2 separate regions of the Sus scrofa genome follow, and region 2 is linked to region 1. A link is a contact called in public Hi-C data. All regions are on one chromosome and are shown on one strand. The core of a region is the stretch at or near the end of the contact, and the rest is flanking DNA. Distances in the headings are between cores, read along the strand shown. Region 1 overlaps OLFML2B (olfactomedin-like protein 2B). Region 2 overlaps ATF6 (cyclic AMP-dependent transcription factor ATF-6 alpha).

Evidence for each region. A called contact is a pair of places that touch in the nucleus more often than the background predicts.
Region 2: a contact with region 1 is called in a Hi-C map of embryonic fibroblasts, with 1.6 times the contacts expected there. The contact joins two enhancer-like sites. A contact is called at or near these places in 2 of 47 Hi-C or Micro-C datasets (embryonic fibroblasts and fibroblasts).

The regions. Positions count from the first base shown.
Region 1 is chr4:88,538,421-88,545,603 of Sscrofa11.1, reverse strand. OLFML2B (olfactomedin-like protein 2B) reads right to left here. Exons shown (of 8, transcript XM_001924407.5): 4 at 4,710-4,886. Among named protein-coding and RNA genes, the nearest start is that of OLFML2B, 20 kb to the right of the region's middle. Within about 2 kb of position 2,838, at least 14 of the 83 cell types and tissues checked have an H3K27ac peak or open chromatin away from gene starts, as enhancers often do. A contact at or near this core is called in embryonic fibroblasts, where this site is marked.
Region 2 is chr4:88,772,243-88,779,425 of Sscrofa11.1, reverse strand. It overlaps ATF6 (cyclic AMP-dependent transcription factor ATF-6 alpha), which reads left to right. Exons shown (of 17, transcript XM_021089515.1): 7 at 2,543-2,763. Among named protein-coding and RNA genes, the nearest start is that of ATF6, 30 kb to the left of the region's middle. Within about 2 kb of position 2,680, at least 4 of the 83 cell types and tissues checked have an H3K27ac peak or open chromatin away from gene starts, as enhancers often do. A contact at or near this core is called in embryonic fibroblasts, where this site is marked.

The sequences.
Region 1 (7,183 bases), core at 1,589-4,088:
GCTGGGTGAATTAGATCTGGTATCAGTTGTTGCTAGTGAGGTCCATGTGACTGGCACATGAAGGCTGAGGACTAAGACGCACCCCTCATGAGGAAGCATGACTTCTTTTACTTATGCTGTTAGAGCAAACTTCCCTGAGCCCTCCCTGATGAATCCAGAATAAAGCCCAAAGTGCTTGGCCTGGCACTGAGAACTCAAACTGACTTGACCCCCCCGCTCAGTATTCTCTTTTGGTCCACACCCATCCCCCGTGCCCTTGGTACTCCAGGTACTTGGTTGACTCCTGAACCTCTTGGCTCTCCTGAGCTGTGGGATCTTTGCTCAGGCTGTTTTCTGTCTGGAAGGCCAGTCTCTTCCCCCCATATAGCTACTTTTTGAAATCTGCCAATTTCTTAAGGCCTGGCTAAAATCTCAGGACCCCAAGGAAACACTTCCAGACTTTTTCATTAAGAGTTAATCTTTGTTTTCTAATTTTCACTTTGCATTTTGTGGCAGAGGCTTCCAAATGACTACCTAATTTCTGCGTCTCCTTATTCCTAACTTAACAAGAAACTGGCTTTGTAGGAGTGGTCATGGGAGTAAGTTCTGGCCAGTGGGATAGAAGTAGAAATTAATAGGAAAAGCTTTTTGAAAAAGTCCTGAAAAAGTAGGAATGACTCAGCTGGAAGGCATCTTTTGTACTCTTTCTCATTTCTCTGGCCAGGAGAATGTGGACAGGATGGCTGGAGCTGAGCAGCCATCTTGTGACCATCAGGGCGTTTTGAGAATGGACGTCACTAATGACATTGCAAAAACAACTACACCAGCCCTGGACCACCTGACTGCAGAGCTCTTCTACATGAAAGAACAACAAAGCCCCTTATTATTTATTTGGGCTTCTAACTCAAAGCTGAACACAACTTGTATGGATACAAGCCTGTATTTGTATTATACCACCTCTCCCAGCCTATCTTCCACAGGCTTTATTTAAGAATGTTGTCTCTAGACTCTTGCAACTGGAAGAGTAGAGACAACATCTTGTTCAGCGTTAATTCCCCTGGGTGGATGCTTCTTTACATTTGATAAACTGAATTTCTGAATCATCCAAATCCCAAGGAATCATCCTCATTTGTGACTGGCCCTGGGATTTTTGTCAAATCAAATGATGTTTTATAGTAGGTAGCCCATGACAAGGGCATCTTGATGGTACCATGAAGAGGCCTCTGTTATGGTTCTGGTCACGCAGACCACCCTGTCCTCCCCAGAGCTGCTGCCTGGGGGCTGACCTCTCGTGTATCAATGTGGCAGAGTCTCTGGGTCCTGTCTTGGGCCATTTAATTATATCCTCTCATCCAGGATCACACTTACCCACCCTTGAAAAAAAAGGGCCTGTGCACAGGGCCTGTGAGCTGGCTGTGGTCGAAGTGACAGCCACTGGACAGGGTGTCCAGGTCCTGAAGAGCAGTGGCTCCATCAGTGAGGTATGCTGGGAGTGTCGCCCAGCCCTGCTCTCATGAGGACTCTAATGGCTGAATAATGAAGGGGCCATTTTCTGTTGTCACCTAAGCCACAAAAGACCCCCTTCTCACCAGGAGAAGGTGGGTGAATTCCCTTAAATCCTTGTGAAATATACCCAGAGAGCCCACTTGGAAATAAAACCTCTGTCCCTTGATGCCCAGTGTCCTGAAGGGCTGAGAGAGGCACATATCCAGTCATATGGCTATTAAAAAGGCCCAGGACTGCCTGCTTTCACAGTCTGTGTCCTACCTTACATTAAAGCCACTGTCCTCAGCTCTGACCACGAGACTAACTCATTTGCCATCCAAAAACCTGCCTACAGCCCCAAGTCCTTGAGGCCATGGTCTGGCTAGTGCCCAGCAGACTTGGGAATCCCTCATTTCTCATAGGAAAGAGCTTCCTGGGAGGCTGACAAGAGGCCCCAGCCCTTGACTCAGACGCTGCGGGCCATTTAATTGCCAGACCCTGGTTTCCCTCTGCATTGCAAAAGCAAGTTGTCATTTCTTCGTGGCAAACCCCAGGAACTGTCTTTAATTCCAGGCTCTCAGGGACGAGCGGGAACTGCAGTTCCTTCTCCCAGCCAAGGGGATGGAGCATGACCATGAAGAGCCTCTGCCAGAGAACATATAATTTCCTTGGATTCACTGGCGACAGGATGCACTGAGCGGCAGCACCCACATCCCCCAGCCGCCGCCACCGAGCTTCCATTTCCTTTCTCTGTTAAACCGTTGTGGACTTCAACTCCTGGTGTCCTGAGGTTCCCAAGGCCACCCCGCCTCCTCCACTCTCAACCCAACCACCCCCACCCCCCCAGAGCCCCTTGCCATTCCTCCAGGCAAGGACTTTCTTGGAGAGAGGCCTCCAACAAAGTGCCATTCGCCACTCCAGAAAATCCTGACGTCATCTAGAAGAACCCTGAAAATAACAACCAAACCCAGATACCCTGTTTTTCTGCTTTTTCATCACAGAGTTCACAAAAGAGACAGATGGATGAAAAGGGAGAGAAAGATCTTAGCCTTGCCTCCTTCACCACTTCCCCTTTCCAGCCCTGTCTGGGCTCTGGCTCCACCCCCACCACCCTGGTTCGGTTGGATTGTGCTAACATCAGCAGTGCGTACATGGGGATTTTAGGAGGGAGAAGAGCTTTGCTGACCAAGGAGAAAAAGAGTTTGGTGTGTTTGATTTGGTTTGCTGTTTGCCCTTGGGAAATCTGAGCTGGGTTCCTGAACATACCACATAATGTGTCATCAAAACAACGGATGGAATTCTCATGCTCATCTGACTGGGAAACTGGAAGCCAGAGAGGGCAGGGAGCGCCTGAGTCTGCTGGCCTGCTGGGCCAGCAAAGGATGCCATGTGGGCTGCAGTAGGAGCTGCTGGGCCCTATTGAGCTGTTGAGCGGGCATCTCTAAGTTCCCTTCCAGCCCAAAAGTCCTCTGGCTCTTTGGTTTATGAGCTCAGACCTGCTCAGGAACGACCCACCAAGCAGACTAAACACATGCTCAGTAGCGGGCATGTCGAGGACACCCAAAAATGAGAATATAAATAATTTTTGAAGGAATATGATATTTCCCAAAAAACCATCAAAGTAGTCATCATGGGCTAAGCCAGAAAATTATTGGCCTTCCTTGTCCTTATTTTCTGGTTTGGAATGGTTTTATTTTTAGTTACAAATTGGGCAGGGTGCAGGCACCATACTCTCTTCAGGGCTTCTTGCCTCCAAAGTCCTAATCTGCCTGCTTTCCTGCCTTTGGAACGCATGTGCCCAAGGTTCCCCAAAGCCACAGCTGCTGCCTGCCTGGCACCAGTTTGGTGGATTTCCCTGCCCAAGAGCTCCAAGCCCACATACCTCATCTTACTTCCTCTCTTACCTCAATTCTTAATGACCCAGGCAACAAAGTCCTTCTTTGCAATGCTCCCCAGCCCATTTTCAGGACACAGCACACACAACATCAGCTCAGGAGCTCTGACTGTCCCTGTCCCAGTCCCTGCTCCACTCACACACTGCCTGCCTCCCTGAGGCTGAAGGGATTCCTCAGTGGCTCACCTGGAATGCACACTCTGCTACACACCACTGACCCTTGACCCAGGAAAAGTGAGCAAGGCCTGTCTTAACTGCTGCTATCCCATGGTTGCCAGGTACCCCTCTTGACAATATTTTATCCAGACCTGACTCGCTAATAGCGTCCACACTCTTCAAGTCCTGCTGCCAGAATTTACCTTGTTTCCTCTTCTACTTTTTGGGGGTTATCTCCCAAATTAATACCTGTTTCTCAGGCATCAATTAGGAGATAACTCAACACATTAAGAATAACACTTGTAACCATTAGCACATAAACATTAACTTAGTAACTGGAGCCAAAATAAACAGGCATCAGATGAGGAGGTATTTTTAAGCAAATCAATCCTTTGGCATCACTCGAATTACATTAGTCAGTGTTCCCATTTCATGCATTGGTGACTTTGTGTTCAGGACACAAGTGGGTGAGAAGAGACAGAGGTTTGAGGCCCCTTGCCACCACTTTCTGGCTGTGCAAGGGAGACTGTAAGCATTCCTGGATCCGTCTCCTCATCTGCAAAGTAAGGATATTGATCTCTACTCCAGCCTGCCTTCCAGAGCTGTGGAGACCACATGGGATAGTGATGAAAGCACATAGGGCATCACAAAGTCCTTTATAAATAGAGAGGAACACACAGCTTACTGTCTCCACACTGGGACACTTTTGAGCGTGAATTAATAATTATTAATAATTACACCAGGACAGCAGGTGTTAACCAGGATGGTCCCAGACAAGCCACCTGACTTATAAATGCAAGGCAAGGTCAAAAAGGCAAGAATGGGAGTTCCCTGGTAACCTAGCGGTTAAGGATCTGGTGTTGTCATTGCTGTGGCACAGGTTCGATCCCTATCTTGGGAACTTCTGTGTGGGTACAGCCAAGAAAAACAAAGAGAAGAATGGGGCCTGGGACTCAGGAGACTAGGATTTGAGTTCTGGCTTCAAGACCTACTCACTAAACCTCTCTGGGCTTCAATATTAATAAGTACAATGGGGTCAACCCCTGCCCCACCAGACCTATAGAACTGTTGTATAGATGAAAAGAGACCATGCCTATGGAAAGCCTAAAGCCTGAAAGTACTATGCACGGGTGAGAGGCTGGTAGCACACTGTCCAGGGACTGTGGGCAGAGCCCCCTGGAGGCCAGAGCTGTACCTCGGGGTGGGTGAAGGCTGCTGCCGCATCCCTCTGCAGGGCCGAGCGGATGTCCGGCATGCTGTCTAGGATGTTACTGGAGCAGTTCTCTTTGCTTCGCTTGTTCATCTCAGTTCGAATTTCTTCCATGTCCTCTTTGATTTGCTCATTTTCCTTGGTGAGGTTTTTAGACACTTCCTATGAAGAGATAAAATTTTAAGAAGAGAATCCTTTGAAGTGCCTGGAAGACATGCAGGAGGGAGCTGCCAGCTATTTCTGCTCAGAGCAGAGACACCAGACAGGCTGAGAAAGCAGCCGGAAGCAACTGGGGCCCTGGAGGGTTTCCAGCCCTGTGCTGAGGACAGGTGCTCAGTCCCAGGCAGCATTTCCCAGGGCAGCTTGGCTCCAGTATCCACTGCTAGAAATACACCCCAATACCACCACAGCTTTCCTAATAATAACACTACCATGTCCCTGGGCTACTGGGACACTTACTATTTTTGCATCCTTTGTACACAGTATGTGCTTATCCAGTGATGAGTAACATTACAAAAAAGTTTCATTCACTTACACTCCCACTCATGTGAACTAAGGCCACAATGAAAAGAAGCTTTTCTAAGCAATTTTAAAAGAGGTGGCCAAAGAAATCCACTTAATCTGCTTTTCTAATGAGCACAAACTCTTCCCCAGTACTTTCAAAAAAAAAAAAATCTCCTTTGAAAAAAGGAAATAAGTTGATTTATAATATTGTGTTAATTTAAGGTATACAGCAAAGTGATTCAGTTATACATATGTTTTTCGTATTACGTTTCATTATAGGTTATTACAAGACATTGAATATAGTTCCTTGTGCTATACAGTAAATCCTGTTGCTTATCTACTTCATGCGTAGTAGTTTGTATCTATTAACCCCATATTCCTATTTATCCTTCCCTCCCTTTCCCCCTGAGTAACCATAAATTTGTTTTCTGTCTGTGAGTTTGTTTCTGTTTTGCACGTAGATTCATTTGTATTATTTTTTTTGGTTCCACTAGAAGAGATATCATATAATATTTGTCTTTCTTTGTCTAACTTACTTCCTGAGTAGAAATTCTCTAGGTTCACCCATGTTGCTGTAAATGGCAATATTTAATTCTTTTTTATGGTTCCCCAGCACTTTAATAGCATCCTTTGCATAGGAAATTGATAGGCTGCTTTAAACTTTCCTTTTCACCCATAAAAAGTTCCCCTAAATGACCCCTACTTGGCGAATTAGCCATGGTCCAGACATAGTTCACAGCAGAAAGGACCAAAGCTACATTTCACCCAGTCAGCACTAGTGAGTCCTTCTATGTGTCTAGGGCATAGTGTGGCAGAAAGCAAGCCTCTAATTCCTCTGGGGTTCTTGTCCTGGGATGGAGGGGGTGCATGGGAAAAAAACCGTAGTAGGGGAGAGGGTCCACATTGTAGGAAGAAGGTGACCAATCATGTCAGGTTCTTTAGGTGGGTTCAAAGGAGGGAGAGAATGGACTGGAAGCGTCAAAGGCAGCGTCCTGCAGAAGATGAAGCTAAATGGGATTTGAATCATGGATAGTTATCCACAGGCTTAGAGGTATCCTTTCACCTCTGGATTTTTAGAGAAGTTTACTGCACTGAGATGTAACATTGTCTAGCAGTGGCCCCCACTCTAAGGTTTCCATGAGCATCTGAATTTTTCAATGTGATGTTCTCCTTTGGGCCCTGTTTATGATGGTGGTAGAGGAAGTAACCATGTAAAAACAGAGGATGGGTTTACTTTCCATCTTTCTTTGACAGACCCGAGAAGTGCAAAAGCTCAGACATTGCCAGGCACAGTCTGCAGTCTTGTAAGTTGCTGCTCATGTCCTAGAGGGAAGCCACAGTGGTTCAATGTTAGGGGGTGTGTAGGAAGATGGTGACAAGCAGACACTGTGGCTCCAATGGCTCTACATAGGTGCCCAGAGGAGCCCATGCGGTGCTTGTTAACACTAACCAGGCTCCAGACCATTGACCATGCCGTTCTTACAGCATTTCAGTGCATGCCAGATTTTGATCACTGGAAAGACTCAATGTGTTCCATGAGGCTAAGTCCAAGCCAGCTTGTCTAAATTGCACAGAATTAACTGTGAGAGCTGAAGCCCTTGAGAAAGAGGTCTTGTATCAAGACTACTTGGAATGAGTGGTCTTACCGGGTGTGCAGCTATTCCTGATAAGTGTTATCTGGGTCAGTCAAGTACAGTGGTCAACAGCATGGATTCTGGAGGAAACTGGTTCACATCTCAAAGGTCCTACTGCTAGAGCTGTGATCTTGAGCAAATTACTTAAGATCCCCGTGCTTCATAGTATCCATGAGGGTGCAAGTTTGATCCCTGGCCTCCCTCAGTGGGTTAAGGATACAGCATTGTCATAAGCTGTGGTGTAGGTCACAGATGCAGCTCGGATCTGGCATTGCTGTGGCTGTGGCATAGGCTGGGAATTTCCATATGCCACAGATGTTG
Region 2 (7,183 bases), core at 1,431-3,930, 230 kb before region 1:
GTTAATTGGGCACTCTGGGGTGAAAGGGCTTGATGTGCATTTTTGGAGAAAAAAAGGAGCTATCAGTGGCTTGGCAGGACTTGGAGCCACGTTTGCTACACAGATCTTGCCTTGGTATTGCTCCATCTCCCTCACTTCCTGCTGCAGTTCTTTCAGCAAGGAGGTGGTGATAACCAAGTAATGGATGTTATACAGTTGGGTTATTTTTCTAAATTAATTTTAAGAAGTGTTACAAACCAAAGCCATCTGCATGTGTTATCTGCCAGTGCTTTAAATCTATAACTGGAGCTTGAAGTAGGATCTTTTTTTGAAACGACTGAATTCTTTATGTTTACTGCCGCCTCTGTTCTTTGGGATAATCCTCAAATTCGTTGAACAGTGTTTAGTTTTTTGGGATCTTTTTATCATAATTTTAAAACTCAGAATATGTGGAACATTGCATCTGATAATGCTTTTCTCAAAGTATTGGTTTAAGTCAGTGGTTCTCAACCTTTATACTGTAGACCCTGGGGTATGGGTGGTAGGACGAGTGGTAGTTTTTGGCTTTTTTGCAGGGCATCTGCAAATCTGTATTTTCTGTAGACTGAATAAATAATTAGTTTCATATGTCTTTGTATTGCTCCCTTTCAGATTTCGTTAATACGCTCCAGATTCATTACTAAATCATTACTAAATTCTTAATAGGCTTTTCTCGTTACATATTTTCTCAATCCTCAGAAACTGAAAGGACACCCATGATCTTCTTGGGTGACCATGGTATTTTTTGATATTAAAGAAGGGTCCTTATATTCAAGGTGGGAACCCTTGGTTTAAGTTTTACATTCTGAGTATGTATTTTCTCCGTACCAGATTGACTGTAGTATCTCAACAAGTGTTATTAAAAACCCTAACATTTGGTCAAATGCTATTTACTTTTTATTTTTATTTGGCTACTTGACCTAGGCAGATTTGTATCTGCTTATGAATCATTTCTGTATTTTATGTTTTTATTTCATAAAATAAATTGTTCCAAGGGAAAATCAGAAGGTGAAAATATGTAGTAGTCATTTATGCTCAAGTAAATTGTACGTATTGCAAATTATTTTTAGTTTTTTCTTACTAATTTACTAATTTACCTGGGGTAAAATGCCAATTCTAGTTTTAGTATGCTTTTTGAGGCCATCTGAAATATAAAGACTTTGACTTTATGGAAGTGGGTTTTTGTTTTTTTTTTTCTTTCTCTTTTTCTTTTCTTTTTAAGCCACATCCACAGCATGCAGAAGTACCCAGGCCAGGGATTGAACCTGTGCCACTATATTGACAATGCTGAATCCTTAACTTTTAGGCCACCAGGGAACTCCAGATGTAATTTTTTTTTTTTAGGCTAAGGCAGATGTTCTTAAGAAACAGGTGTTTTGATTTTTAGTTTTCCTTGATCCTTTGAAATGCTGAGCTAAGTTTTACATGGGTCATGTTATACCATCAGAAAGCATTAGTGAATTATTTTCCCTTAAAAAAGAGTATTAATATACTAGGTGAAATTTTAGTTGCCAGTTACTTAGTACCTTTATTTTGCTAGATGGGCTCAAGTAAATGTGGATATTAGGTGAGACTTTCAACACCTTATAAAATTGGCCAGATCTGAAAGGAAACACTCAGCAGGCAAGTAAAATTTTTAATAGACCAGTGTTATTAGTTGTATGTGCCTTCTTTAGGTTAGCGATAGTAATTCTCCTCAGGTTAGCATTAAGGAAAGATTTGTAGACCATTATGGTGGGGAGTTGATATTATCTATGTACTATTTAAAATTATAGATTTGTTCCCTATGTCAAGTGAGAATTCCTTTCAAAAGGTTTTAACATTTTTGGTATTTGTAGCCTCTTGTTCTTCCAAGTATTGAGGTACTGAATCTCTGTTCATGTATTCTTGGTGTGGATGTATTTCTGAATTCCATTAATTTAAAGTATATGATTCTGTTTTCAGTATAGTTATCCATAATAGGAAAAATACTTTTAGCACTAATACATTTCAGAGGTTAAGACTTAGAGAAATCCATGTATAACGTAAGAAATTTGATATATGTTAGTTGAAAGAGTGTGGAAATATGTTGTTAGCGACAGCTTAAAAGAGAATGAATTTTGTTGGTTTCATTAAAAATAACAACAGGAGTTTCTGGTGTGGCTCAGTGGAAATTAACCTTTGGCTAGTATCCATGATGATGCAGGTTTGATTCCTGGCCCCACTAAGTGGGTTAAGGATCCGGTTTTGCGGTGAGCTGTGGTGTAGGCTGGCAGCTGCAGCTCCAATTTGACCCTTAGCCTGAGAACTTCCATATGCCTCATCTGTGGCCCTAACCCCCCCCCCAAAAAAAAACCCCCAAAACAATAGCAGTAAAAGTCAGTATCAGTATGTGCTGCTACTGATTGTGTTTTAATTGGTGGTTTCAAATCCCTCTGTGTGATCTTACCTATTACTTTGCAGAAGAGACCTAAACGTTAAACAGCTTCCCTTGCTGCAGTAGTTAATGCACCCTCTGATTCCTTTTCATTTTTCTCTATTGCAGGTCAGACGGTGGTGCTCTCTCAGCCTACCATGGTACAACTCCAGGCACCTGGAGTTCTGCCCTCCCCTCAGCCAGTCCTTGCTGTCACTGGGGGCGCCACACAGCTACCTAATCACGTGGTGAATGTGGTCCCAGCCCCTGTGGCAAATAGCCCAGTGAATGGAAAACTTTCTGTGACTAAACCTGTGCTTCAGAGTACCATGAGAAGTGTGGGTTCAGATGTAAGTTTTGAAACTTAGTACTTTTTTAATGCCTGATTTAAAAAATGAAAACAGTACGAAACACTTTTTTGTTGCCTTGTTTTTGTTTTTGTTTTTTAAAGTTTGTCATATTGTGTCAAATGTGCTGAAATTGCCCATCCAATCTTTGGCAGAAAGTTAGGGTAAGGCTTACTATGTTAGAATCTAAATGAAAGGTTTTAAAGAGTCTTAAGTGGTTTGATGAAAAGAGAAGTATGCATATCTTCTTTAAATCCTTCTTTTGAACCTTTTCATCACATTCCTCCTAACCGTAACCCCCAACTCAATCATATACTAGTATTTTACAGGATTCTTTCATGTTTCCTGATTGAAATGTTTTTGGCAACTCCCCAGATAAGAGTCTGCAGACTGCTTTTGAGTCAGGGTTTATATTTAGCTTTTCGCTTGACTTATTGAAGGATTTTCACCACCACATAACGATGACTTGCTGCTCTTAGGAATTCTGTTTCTTAATAATTATTTAGTATTTTCCCATCTTTGCAAACCTTCAGGTCTTCTGTTGCAGGGATTTTTTTTTTTTTTTTTTTTGTAATTTATAAATCACAGAACATTTCCTAAGATCTCTCACAGGCTAAGACCAGTTACAGTACTTGCCTGCTAACTCTTGCTTTCTTTAAAAGTGATGTAAAATACCTCATGTTATGTATTAAACAGTAATTGAACATTATGGGCCTAAAGTTTAATGAATGTTAAAGTCAAATAATTAGTATAAAAGTGGATTCTCTAAAATTGTGATTGGGAAAGCAAATCCTATATGTTTTCTTTAAAATAAAAGTGTTTATTATTGGTGGTTACTATTGCTACTCTACCTTTTCTTTAGGTCTTGCAAAGTACTTTTAAAATCCTGTGAGTTATGTAAGGTTGTTTATCAGACTACTGACTGATCTGTCTACCAGAATTTATTAAGTAGCCCATTTAGTTGTGAAATTACTCTACTGTTGCATAAACACAACCAAGTAATCTCCATCAGCAGTATCGTAAAGCCCCATAATGAAAAAATATTATCTAGTGGAAGTAGAACATTAAAGTTCTACATGAATTCCCCCAGTTTATATAGATATTGAAAACAGTGCATGCCAAGACATGAATGAGGAACATTAGTTTCATATGAGAATAGGCATGGATAATTCAGGATTAATTTTGACTATTATTATGTTTATTTTGAGGACTAGAAAAGGTAAGGACAGTGCTTGTGGTGTAATAGGCACTAGTGCATAGTATGTGTTTCAGTTGATGAAATGATATGATGCTGGAATTTGCTTTAAAAAGCTATGGGGAGGTGACGAGCGCAGGATAGAGGAAACATGTTTGGCAAAATGTTGATAACACTTGAAGTTGGGTATGAAATTTCCTTTTGGGAAATTTTCTATAATAAGTCAATGAACAACAAGAACAAAAGTCTAAAAATCTTTCATATTTTCAATTAAAAAGTTGTATAGTCAATAAAGAAGTATGTTTTTCGCAGACTGAGAAAATTAAAAATGATGAGGATTTTTGCATGCAGATAGATTCTATGTCATTTCTAGTGATTGGTCTGTTCAAATTATCTGTTTCTTCCTGTCTTAGTTTTGGCAAGCTGTGTGTTTCTGGAAACTTGTTTGTTTCTTTTAAGCTTTCCAATTTGTTGGCATATAACTATTCATAATATTATGATTTTTTTGTATTTCTGTGGTATCAGTTGTTAATTCTCCTTTTTCATTTCTTATTTTGTTTGAGTCCTCTTCTTGGTGAGTCTGGCTAGATGTTTGTTGATTTTGTTTATGTTTTCAAAAAACCAGCTCTTGGATTTATTGATCTTTTCTATTGTTTTTGATATCTATTTTATTATTTTGTTTTTCAAATTCTTTGAGGTGGCAGATTGGGTTGCTTATTTGAGATTTTTCTTGTTTCTTGACAAAGGATTCTTGCTAGGAACTTCTCTGTTAAACCTTTTTTGCTACGTCTCATAGATTTTGGAAAGTTGTGTTTTCATTTTCATTTGTTTTGAGGCGTTTTCTGATTTCTTCTTTGATTTCACTGTTGACCCATTTTTTTTTTTTTATAGCATGTTGTTTAGTCTCTCTGTGTTCATTCTTGTCCAATTTTTCTTTCTTTGGTTGATATCTAGTTTCATACCATTGTGGTCAGAAAAGATGCTTGAAATAATTTGTATTCTGGAAAATTATTTTAAAAAAATGGTCTCTTACAATTTCCTTTTAGTACTTTTAAATCATGAGTTTGAGTGTTTCTTCTGTAATACTACCAAATAGAACTAGTAATAGAAAATATTCAGAGTTGTCTTTATATAATTTATCTTGATATTCAAGATGTGTGTTATAAAATATTTTAGATGTGAAAAAAGGTAATGACTAAATAGAAATTTAAAAAATGTAGATCACTAGTATATCATGGTTGTTAAAAAATGTTAACATATTCTTAGCCTCCAGTCCTAGAATTATAACATCCAGTCATGGGACAGTCCATAGTAACATGGCTAGGATGGGGAGGAGGTCTAGAAACCATGTCAGAGGGAGAGAGATAGTTTAAGGTAAGTATGATTCAGTAAACTGAGGAGAGAAGACTGAAAGTAGAGCCATCTTCTAGGAACTGAAAGTAGTCATGTGGAAAATAGGATAATTGTTCTGAATTATTCCAGAGGACACATCTAAAACAGGTGCAGGTAAGTTATAAAATAATTCTTTATAATTCTAAGATTCTTTGTTACAGTTATTGTATTTAAAAACCAGAAGAGGTCACTGTCTCCTCTTAATGAGACGTCTAGTGAGCATCTTAATGTTGGCAATCATCATTCTATTTCAACAACTCATTTTATAGTCTCTAAATATTTCAATTAATTATTTGTTCATCCATTAGCCAGACATCCTTTATAAGTTCTTTGGTGTGAAAGACTATGTCTGTTTTGCTTTTGCACTCTTAAGAGTGCTCTGTAAATTTGGTGAATAATTCAGTCAACATTGGAAAAACTGGGAGATATGTGAGATGAGAAAGTATAGAACCAACAAGTATTAGCTTTTTTAAAAGCAATGTTTATTGACTAGCATTCTTATTACTTTTCAGAATTTGGAGTTGATAGTAGTAGAGAAGAAAGTTTCAAGTATTGTGTGTCTGGTGCCAGAGACCTAAAGATGGGTAGAATAAATTTTCTAGTCAACCTGCATTGAGATTTTTGTGCTTATTTTTCCTTGGCTAGCACATCAGGAAGTGAGCCAAGCCTTTTCAGTATGAGTTTTCTGGAAGAGGTTTTGACTTAATGTTTATTTCAAGTAAAGAAACATCAGTCTGTCCTATCAGCTGGCCAAACCACTCAGGAACCCAGAGTAAATCTGTTCCAGAAGGAGCTGTAGAAAACTTTGGTCTGCTCATATATATAGTCTCCTGTGTTAGTAGCTTGGTTGACCTCAATAGTGCGTGTGTTTGTTAGACTCAAGTCCTATTAAGTTAGGATAAATTTGAATTACTATAAATTCCTGATTCAAAATGGGCAAATGAAAATTTTTTCATCAGGTTTTTTCTTTTGTGTGTTTTAAACCAAAAGTGTGGTGAAAAAGTTGTAATTCAGCACCAAAAAGAAAAAAAAAAAAGGATACCAGTCTTTTGTGGCTTTGTATTGCTGACAGGGCTTCTTTTTTTTTCTACTTTTTTTTTTTTTCCTTTTGTTTGGCTGGTTTCACTCTCTAGAGGCCTGCTACTGCCATAAAGTAGCATTTTTAGCATACCATATTCTGCAAACTACATTAAGTGCCACATTTTCTGTTATGAAACAGTTTGCCTGGTTCAAATTATAATCTCACTCTTCCTGCCTTTTGCTGGTAAATCTGTTCTGTTTAACTCTTGGAAACCTCACCTAAGTTTTCAAGAAGTATAGTTGGTTTTTGGCTCTGATCCTGATGGAAAAAATGAACATGGTCTCTCATTTCAGTGTAGAAGTTCTCTTATGTAGTTTCTTAGTAAATGGCAATCTTGGAACTACAAAGGTGCCTTCGTGGGAGAACATGGGCTTATCTTTCTTTAAAGTGCTATTGAATGTTGCCAAGTCAAACCAGGGGCTTGGAAACAGCCTGTTTAAATCTGCCTTTAGTGCTTTCGCCTACCCATCATTATTCCATAAAGTTCATCAGACATTAAGGCCCTGGTTTTAAGGCTATGGAGCTAAATTTGTTTTGGTTATTGAGACAATAGACTGGGGGAAAAAGTAGTGAAATTCTCTTCTCCATGCTCCACAGTAGATCAAGGTGGGAGCTTAATAGAAATCAGTTGGTGGGCATAATGGAAAGAAAATGATCAGAAACCAGGAGGTCGGAACTAGAAGTAATATCAGATGGGAAGGCCGATGAAGGGATATAGTCTATACTGACAGGAGGCCCCGGTCTTCTTATCAGCC